Linked DNA regions of Zea mays: region 1 is linked to region 2. A link is a contact called in public Hi-C data. All regions are on one chromosome and are shown on one strand. Each heading gives the region's core, a stretch centred on a gene start, on an enhancer-like site or on the middle of the called end of the contact. The rest is flanking DNA. Distances are from core to core; before and after follow the strand shown.

Region 1 (4,251 bases), core at 1,039-3,538, 160 kb before region 2:
AACGGCTGTGAGAAAACTAAAAGTTGTTTGGTTGAAACAATTGTCAACTGTAGATGCTATAAGGGCATAATGGCTTGGCAATATGGCAGAAGGGGCACGCCACCCTAGCCACTCAGATGAGCCCATTCGACAACATTGCCATCAGCGGTAAGGAGGCAGTACGCCAATGCCACAGGGGGGCCTACGCCTGGAGTGCTAGGCCCCAGCATTGTGGTTGTAGTCACGCCCAGTCCAACGCATGCACAGCGCCCTACATGAGCAGCGTGTATGACGATGGCAACAGCTAAAGCGATAGGTGTTGCATCAACGTCTTCCATGAGGATTGAGCCTCGCAGTAACCAAACATCAAAGTGGGGCTAGAGAGATGCTGAAGGGGCCAAGATCAGATGCAGACAAACAACATGGGTATTGGGCAATGAACAATGTTAAAGGGTCAACAGGGAAGAGATGCAATGGTTTAGGAACAGCTAAACCATGTCATCAACCACTGAAGTCGGGCGGGAGGCAGTGGCAACTTTAGCCACCGCTAGGAGGTGTCGTTGAGTGGGAGTCAGGCGACGAGTCGGGTGGAGCCTCCGAATAGAAAATAAAATGATTTGATCCGATAAACAGTGCCAATTGGATAATATTTTGGAAATTTTGGACAACAGGAATCTAGAAAATCTAGGATAGAAAGATATTTTGGATTGAACTAGAGGACTACATTTTCAAGAATCTATCCAAATGATGTACCACTTTGGTTGAGATTTTTCAGATTTTTTACAGTGAATCTCGAGTCAGAAAGCTTAACCAAATAGACCATTCCAAAACCTTAAAAAGCTGAACCAAACGAACCCTTAAAAAGCTGACCAAACGGACCCTTAAGAAGCATTGTAGTGCACTTTGAGCTGGATAATGTCAATTACTATGTGCCCATATCTCTTATTAGACCGCAAAGGATATTAGTGAATTGAACCAGCTGCACACCTCTGTACAGGTGAAATGGTGGCATCAATGCATCATTCTTCAAAACCGGTCAGCTTTGTACTGCAGAATGAAATTCCGTTACTGTCCTGTGAAATCAATCAGCCTCAACATTACCATCGTGAATGCTACTCCAGCATGGAGATAACCCGCTCCAAGGAATGGACGTTTGAAGATGCTATATAGAGGCATCCAATACCAATAGAAAATGCAATGTCATTGAAATTTTCTTCATTTCTTCCTTTCTTCCTTTATAGACCATGTTAATAATGCATTTACAGTTACATCGGGAATGGTCCGCACCGGGTTGTAAAAAGAAACTAAACTTGACAGGAAATTTCCACAAAGTAACACAGTACAACTAAAGGATAGCGAGTCGCAACCGGGTTTACGACGTCTCCCTCTGTAGGGGTGGCCAGAGTGCATCGTACGGCTTCTTGGCCCAAATAACTGACCTTGAACATGGAATGGTGCTGTTGATGGAACCCTTGGCCGCCGCCACTGTACCCGATCCTTCCACCAGGTGCCGCGGCCGTCTTACCAGGATCACCTCCGTCCTTTCGCTCTCCTTCTGCCCCTGCCGCTACTGGGTCCTCTCCCCAATCCTGCTCGTCGATCCCGGTGATGTGTGGTCCGTCGGCGACGATGACGAGGTCCTCACCGTCTTCGTCGTCTCCTTCATCATCCCCGAGCCCCCGGCGTCCATCTGTCTCGTTGAGCACGATCTGGATGTCGTCCTCGCTATCGCTGTCCCATTGGTCGCTCCCGGCCGCACCAGCTGCCGCCGACGACGAGAGCCCAGGGATGGCTGGCCCGGAATCCTCCGCACCACCCCCCATGAGCGGATCGAGATCATTATCAGCGGCGGGCAGCTTCACGGGCGGCGCAGGGTCGCCTTCGTCGTCGTCCTCGTCGGCCCAGTCGCCGGTCGGGTCGACCCCGGGTATGGGGTCGCTCCCTCCTAGGATCCAGTCGTCGTCTTCCTCCACCCCCGCCGCCGCCGCCGCCGCCACAGGGCTAGGATTAGGGTTTGGAGGCGGACGGGGTAGGGTTTCGACTGGAACAGGGTTGGATAACGCGGACGTGGATGTGGGGGGCTGAGTGGGGATGAGGATGTCGGTGTAGAGGTCGCCGAACTCGTCGTCTTCCTCCATCGCGGCGCGGCGGCGGGACCCGGGGAGGTGGAGGATTGTAGGCGGCGGCGGCGGCGGCGGAATAGTGCGAGGAAGAGGAGGCCGAGTCGTGGAGTGTGCGCTACGGAGCTGCTTATTAGGTACTATTCCGAGTTACTAATAGTCAGCTAATAAATCAATTGTTATAGTTAGCTAGATGTTTACACAGCCCCTTTCGCACGGCTATTTGGACGACTCTAGCTCGGATTTATCGTGAAATCCTACTAAACAACCATAAAATCGGCTTCTCATCGAGAACCCGATAATATCGTCGAGAACCCGATAATAGTCGGAGTCGTTTTCTTGTTAGGAGCCAAAGCACCAAAAATATGGTTTCTACCTACGTTTTCCTCATACATTCAAAAAAGAAACACAAGATAAGTTGTTTTGTCAAACAAATTGCAAAACGGCTCTAGCTCCTCCAGAAAAAACTAAGGAGCCAGAGCGAAAACCCTGCCAAAGAGGAGCCTTAAACTTAGCATAACCATTAGCTCTAGTCCTTTAGAGGTCATAAAGAGGACCTTAGGCCCTTGACAAGGATCATTGGGTCGTTTCAGCTCTGGTTTGTTTGCCTCATCCTTGACAGACGCCAAGAGCATCTTCAAGACTTCCCAAACTCGTTGATCTTTTATTAGTACAATGTATTTGCATTACGACATCATATAAACTATTCAACAAATTTTAGTGTATAATGATTACATGGAAACAAACAATACATATATTATCATCGACTTCAATATCTCATAAATTCTTTGCCAACAACCAATAAGTGGTTAGCGTGACCTCGACGACAATGTGGTTCGTGAATGGTCTCATTTGTGTTGTGAGGTTCTTGATGTAGGTAGCTGCGGGAGATAGATATATGTCGGGTCCTTATGAGCGTAGAAACGCCTCATGGGCCGTCTGATGGGCCTCCCGATGGTTTGCCTAGCAAGACATGCCCTCGGGTCGCAACCAGGCCAGATGAGCTCGACCTAGGGAGACGAAGCCCCTGTTTGTTTCGGCTTTTCACAGCTTCTGGCCACCAAAAGCTGCTGCAGACTGCCAAACACTCAGCTTCTCAGCCAGCTTTTATAAAATTTGTTTGGTTAAAAACTATTCAAAATCAACATAAACATATAATCGGTTGAGTCGCCGCAATAGTAGTAATCCGTCACTTTATAGATCCTGAGCCCCATGGACAACTTTATCTTCCTCCGCACGTAATCCTAATGATACTCAGATTCTCTACACAGCCAGATTCTCCCCACAGCTAGATTCTCGGAAAAGCTGGTCAGAAAAAAGCTAAACCAAACAGGCCCGAAGATCGGACAACCGAATTATGTGCAGCAGGAGCGTTGATGTCTCGCGAAGAGGTTGCGCACACCTGAAGGGCTAGATACTCTGCGATAACTCGAATGAAGAGCGACTAATGAGCAAGAATGCATGATGCGTTAAAAGAGGATTCAGGTAGAGTTAGATAGCGATCACGACTTATAAATGGATAACCCTATGGATATCTATATAAGATCGAGGGGATGCCCCTATGATCGCATCTCATCTCATCTCGTCATGTCCCAGCACCACTTCATAGCTCATTAGCCTTCTCATAGCAACCACACCACCACTAGATCGACAGGAGAAGTCACCCTCCACTACCCACAGTTCATCTGTAACCCATGTACACCGGTGAAACTCCAATACTTCGCGTCGACGGGAAGTAGGGTGTTACGCATTCTAGCGGTCTGAACCTATATAAACCCTTGTGTGGTATGGCATGCATCCTCAGACCATCGAGTCGCAGTCAACGGCGTCGTCCTGCTCAAAAGCATCACGTGGGGAACCCCGTGGTCCGCAGTCAGGTCATAAACAACGACAGTTGGCATGCCAAGTAGGGGATGCGACGTTGATCAACGATGACTCCATGGCTATCATCTTTAACACCCCGATCACCTTCAACGTCGGGGAGGTGTTTCGCTTTGGATCCGTCTCCTACATCGCGGATCAAGAAGGTGTCTTGCACCGCATTGCAGATCCATCTGAGAAAAGATCTTCTCTAATGGTACCAATTGCGGAGGAAGGCTCGCCCTGCCTGACTTCAGCAATAACTGCTCCGATGAACTCCAAGGCACGAAGA
Region 2 (4,591 bases), core at 2,071-4,570:
GTTAAAAAAAAGGCTAACTGCATCATCAATAATGCAGAGACCGATCATGATCATGACGGATGGGCGGGTAGAGGACAAATCACGCATCCCAGACAGAAGCAGCTGCGTACTCGAGTGCAACCGCGGTTGGTAGATTACAAGCAGATAGATGGATCATGCATGTACGTATTGGCACGATGTGGGCAGATCGATCCCCAGGAACAATGCGTGCACCTAAACCCTTCCTACTCTACAAAAAAATATAATGCAGCTCACTTTACAACTGGGACATGTTCATTGTTTTGTTCTTCTCAAACAACATATACGGCTTGTTTAAGGCCGGAATCTGATCGGAACAGCATGCAGTTCATGTTCATCCACCCTTAAGCACATGCGTTTTCACCGGACACTTCAACTAACACGAGGCCTTCTTCGAGCCAGTGGCGTGTGTATGCATGCATGGGTCCACGCAGATCTCAGCCGCAGAGTGGAACCAAATCTTAGCGCAGCAGTTAGGACTTAGGAATAGGATCGCTGGAGTTCTGACTACTTGTCATTATCTTAGCGCACATGAAACTTGTGCTGACTTTGCTTCTGGGTTCTTGTTCCTTTATATAGTGTCAGTCCATGTAAGCTTATTTTTTGTATAACTTATTTTCAGCTTCTTGATATATTTAAGCAGAAACTGCGTTAAACTTGTAGCTTCTACAACAGTTTATCAGTTCAGCTTTTTCTCACAATAAACTAAAAATAGCTTACCAACTTCTCAGATAACCTGTTTTCTCAACAAGCAACCGTTATACCAGGGCCCAAATAGGGGAAAAACATCGTAAGGAATTCTGCACGGAGCAGATGTTGGTCATGCATCTCTCTAGTTTCCCACGCAGATTACAGCGCAAACCACGACGCATCCGGAGTGGAAGAGAAGAGACAGTGAAACACGCTGTCCTAGGCACGACCACCCGGTGCAGGAGAAGCGGTCAAGTCAAAAGGAAGGGCGCGGCAAAAAAAAACTCCAAAAGGGCGCACGCACTACTAGTCTGCCGAGCCGGGGCGGAACATTCCCTCGTGCGGCCGGCGCGCGGACGTGCAGTGCAGTCCTCCGCGCCTTGCACGCTCCTGTCTCACTCAGCCGCCGCGGGGCCGGCAGGCGGTAGCAGTCACCACCAGTTCGTTGAGCTTGAGCTCGAGCCTGGAGCCGCGCCATGGACACGTCAGGTGGTTTTCTCGGAGTCCTCGCGCGGCGGGCAGCGGCCCCACGCGCTGGGCGCGCGAAGTGGATCCCGTCTTGCCTTGTCGCCTGTGACGCACACGCACCTAGTACGTTCTGAACTCCCCTCCATTCCACGCATCGGCGAGGAGGCGTATGGTGGCTGGCTCCACGCAGCGCAAGCAGCGGCCAAGTGGTTTCCCCGCGGTGCCAGATCGGCTGGTTAGACAAGTACTACTCGCTCCGTCTTTTGCGAACGTACTACGCGGTACGCCTGCCGCCCTGTGGCTGAGAGTCTCTGGATGAGTGGATGTTACTCCAACGCCTTAGCAGCCTGTAAATCTGATGAGCAATTCCTGCATGATTCCTTCCAACCAAATACAGCTACTAGAGATTCTGCAGGGTGTTCCGGCTCATCAGAACGCTTGGATCTGCTCGGTGTATGCAGCGATCTTCCTAGAAAAGGGAATTGCTAATGCGATATGTTTTACCAGCCAATTTTACCCGGAGCACACGCAAACACAGCCCCGTAGATCGCCAAATCACCGCAACTAAATACAGCCCGCGGCCTAGTGGACGCTTAGATCTAGTAGCCAGTTTAATGCTCCAGAAAATGGTTAGCCATCATCGACACTAGTACTACTCACGTACTCAGGAAGAAAATAGTAGTCACGTGCTGCTAATTCGGCAGGCAGTGAAAAGTCCAAAAACGGTGGACGAACACAGAAAGAATCACGCACATTCTACAGCCTGTAACATTTGCACCGTTCCGTGTGTTACCGTGCGTCAGATTCCAATGTCGCTGTACCCATGAGGTAGATCGGACTGGGCAGGGGCAAGGTCCAGAGAGGAAAAAAGGGGTAAAAACAATAGATCTGTGCATTAAAACATCTAAGTTTTTTTTTAAAAAAATAGCGTTGAAATATTTAGGTTAAAAATACTTTCGAAACTCCGCTTTGTTATATATTTCTACCATTTCTCTTAAGTTACTGTTAAAATTGAGAACCTGAGATATTTAGGCAGGAATAGATGCTATCGAAGTTTTATAAGACTGTCCAATTCTTTCTCAGTTTCATTTAACGATGAATCACTGTAACAAAGTAGCTTTTCGATGGTTTTTTTTGTAAAACTGAATCTTTCGATGCTCATTTTTACTCATGAGCTTTTAATGTATATATTTAATTTTCTGGAAAAAAAAGGAACCATAATCCACCGGCCGGCGGGCGCCCGCGAGCCACGCCCACGACCACGAGGCCACGACCCGGCAGGCCGCGCCGTGCCACGCCAGCCGCTCGCATCGCAGCCGCAGATCCCGTTGACTCGAACACAACAAAAGCAGAAGCCTCGTTGACCCAATCCTCCCAGTCCGCTATGCTCATCCATCCCATCGAAAACCCCATCAAGCCCCCCGGAACCGGCCACTAAACGCACGCACCCACCCGACCAACCCAACGCGCACCAGTTCATCTCATGACTCTGTCACAGCTGCATCTGTGCGCACCACCACACCGCTGGCACGGCTCGACCCAGAACCAGAACCAGAACCACAACAACGCGGGCGCCGTCAGATCTCAGAAACCCAAACACCCAGCGGGATCCGGCCTCTGGCTGCTGAAAAACAAACCAAACGTGGCAACAAATCGCGGACAGCGCAGAAGAAGGAAGCAAAACCAACCCTTCCATTCAAAGCCCCGAGAATTTCAAAAAACACTAACAGCTTCCGCGATACAAGCATCGGCTTCGTCCCTCTGCGGTTCTGCCTCCTCCATTTCGTCTCCTCTCCTCTCCTCTCCTCCCCACTCCTCTCTCTCTCTTTCTCTCTTCCCCAGCTCCGGCCGCCCCGTCGCCGCAGCCGTCGCGTCTGCTGCTAGCGCTGTGCTCTCCGGCGCCACCGTGGCCGCGGGCGAGCTCGAGAGGTGCGGAATTTGGGTGCTGCTCGTGCTGGTTTCGAACCGGAGCAGGGGGGAAGTGGAGGAGTAATAATTGGGAGGCAGTTGGAGGAGTGTAACTTTGGGCATTAATGGCGGGGTGGTGAGAGACCCCCCAAGGGAGGAGGCCTCTCTGGTGGTGGCGCCCTGTAGTTTACCTGCGTAGCTCGGCCTCTGCACCCCCGCCTTTATTGCGTTTAATTTCCCTCCGAATTCCAGCGCTTCGGCCTCCTCGCCAACCCCATCGACACCTGTAACGCGGAGTGGACATGGGCCACGGCGGCGGCGGCGGCGGCGGCAGGAGGAGGCGCTCGAGGCGATGATGCGCGATCGAGCGCGCGGGCTCTGGGCGCTGCTGCTCGTCGCCCTGGCGGCGGCGCCCTGGGCGGTGCTGGCGCAGGGGAACCTGACGTCGCGGTCGGATCTCGCTGGGCTGTACGCGCTGCGGGGCTCGCTCGGCCTGAGGGCGCGGGACTGGCCGCGGCGTGCGGACCCGTGCACGGCGTGGGCGGGCGTGGGCTGCCGCGCCGGCCGCGTCGTCTCGCTCAACCTCGCCGGGCTGCGGCGCACGCGGCTGGGCCGCCTGTCCCCGCGCTTCGACGTCGACGGCCTGCGCAACCTCACGCGGCTCGAGGCCTTCAACGCCTCGGGGTTCGGGCTCCCCGGCTCCATCCCGGCGTGGCTAGGCGACGGGCTCGCTCCCACTTTCCAGTCCCTCGACATCTCCGCCTGCGCCGTCTCCGGGGAGATCCCGGCCTCCGCGCTCGTGGGCCTCGGCAACCTCACCACCCTCAACTTCGCAGGCAACCAACTGTCCGGTCAACTCCCGGCCACCGCGCTCTCGAGGCTAACGCGGCTCAGGACCCTCAACCTCTCGTCCAATGCGTTTTCGGGCGCCCTGCCTGACGCGGTCTGGTCGCTCCCGGGGCTCAGCGTTCTGGACGTCTCTCGTAACAACCTCACCGGCGCATTGCCCACGGCAGGGTTCGCGCTGCCAGCCAATGCACAGGTGGTGGATCTGTCGTCGAACTTGTTCTATAGCGGCGTGCCAGAGACCTTTCGCCGGCTGTTCGCCCAGTTGCTGCTGGCCAATATTTCTGGGAACTACTTCGACGGCAAGCTAGGAGTGTCCGATGGTGGTGGTGGGCCTGGTGGCAATGTTTCGTTTCAATCGAATTGCTTCCTTGACGTTCTGGGACAGCGTACCCAGGCTGATTGTCAGCAGTTCTATGCCAAGCGTGGCTTGCCATATGATGGTCCAGTTATCCCACCCGCACCACAGCCTGCACCTTCACCGGCAAGGAAGAAGAACAGGAATCTGAAATACATACTGATCGGGGCCATTGGTGGAAGCCTCCTGCTGATAGCCGGGGTTGCAGCCATTGTGTTCTGCTTTGTGTGTTCTGTGAGAACAGGGAGGACGGATGGTCAGAGGGAAAGTGGGGCATCACCAAGTGCACCAGCACCATCGGTA

Evidence for each region. Hi-C and Micro-C count contacts between places; a contact is called where the count stands out from the background.
Region 1: a contact with region 2 is called in a Hi-C map of ear, with 1.9 times the contacts expected there. The contact joins the promoter of LOC103645590 here to the promoter of LOC100501230 in region 2. A contact is called at or near these places in 2 of 25 Hi-C or Micro-C datasets (ear and tassel).

What each region holds. Positions count from the first base shown.
Region 1 is chr1:277,351,675-277,355,925 of Zm-B73-REFERENCE-NAM-5.0, reverse strand. It overlaps LOC103645590 (FIP1[V]-like protein), which reads right to left and starts at 2,288. Exons shown (of 9, transcript XM_020546910.3): 1 at 1,419-2,288. The coding sequence starts at 2,117.
Region 2 is chr1:277,195,619-277,200,209 of Zm-B73-REFERENCE-NAM-5.0, reverse strand. LOC100501230 (putative leucine-rich repeat protein kinase family protein) reads left to right here and starts at 3,320. Exons shown (of 4, transcript NM_001196007.1): 1 at 3,320-4,591. The coding sequence starts at 3,437.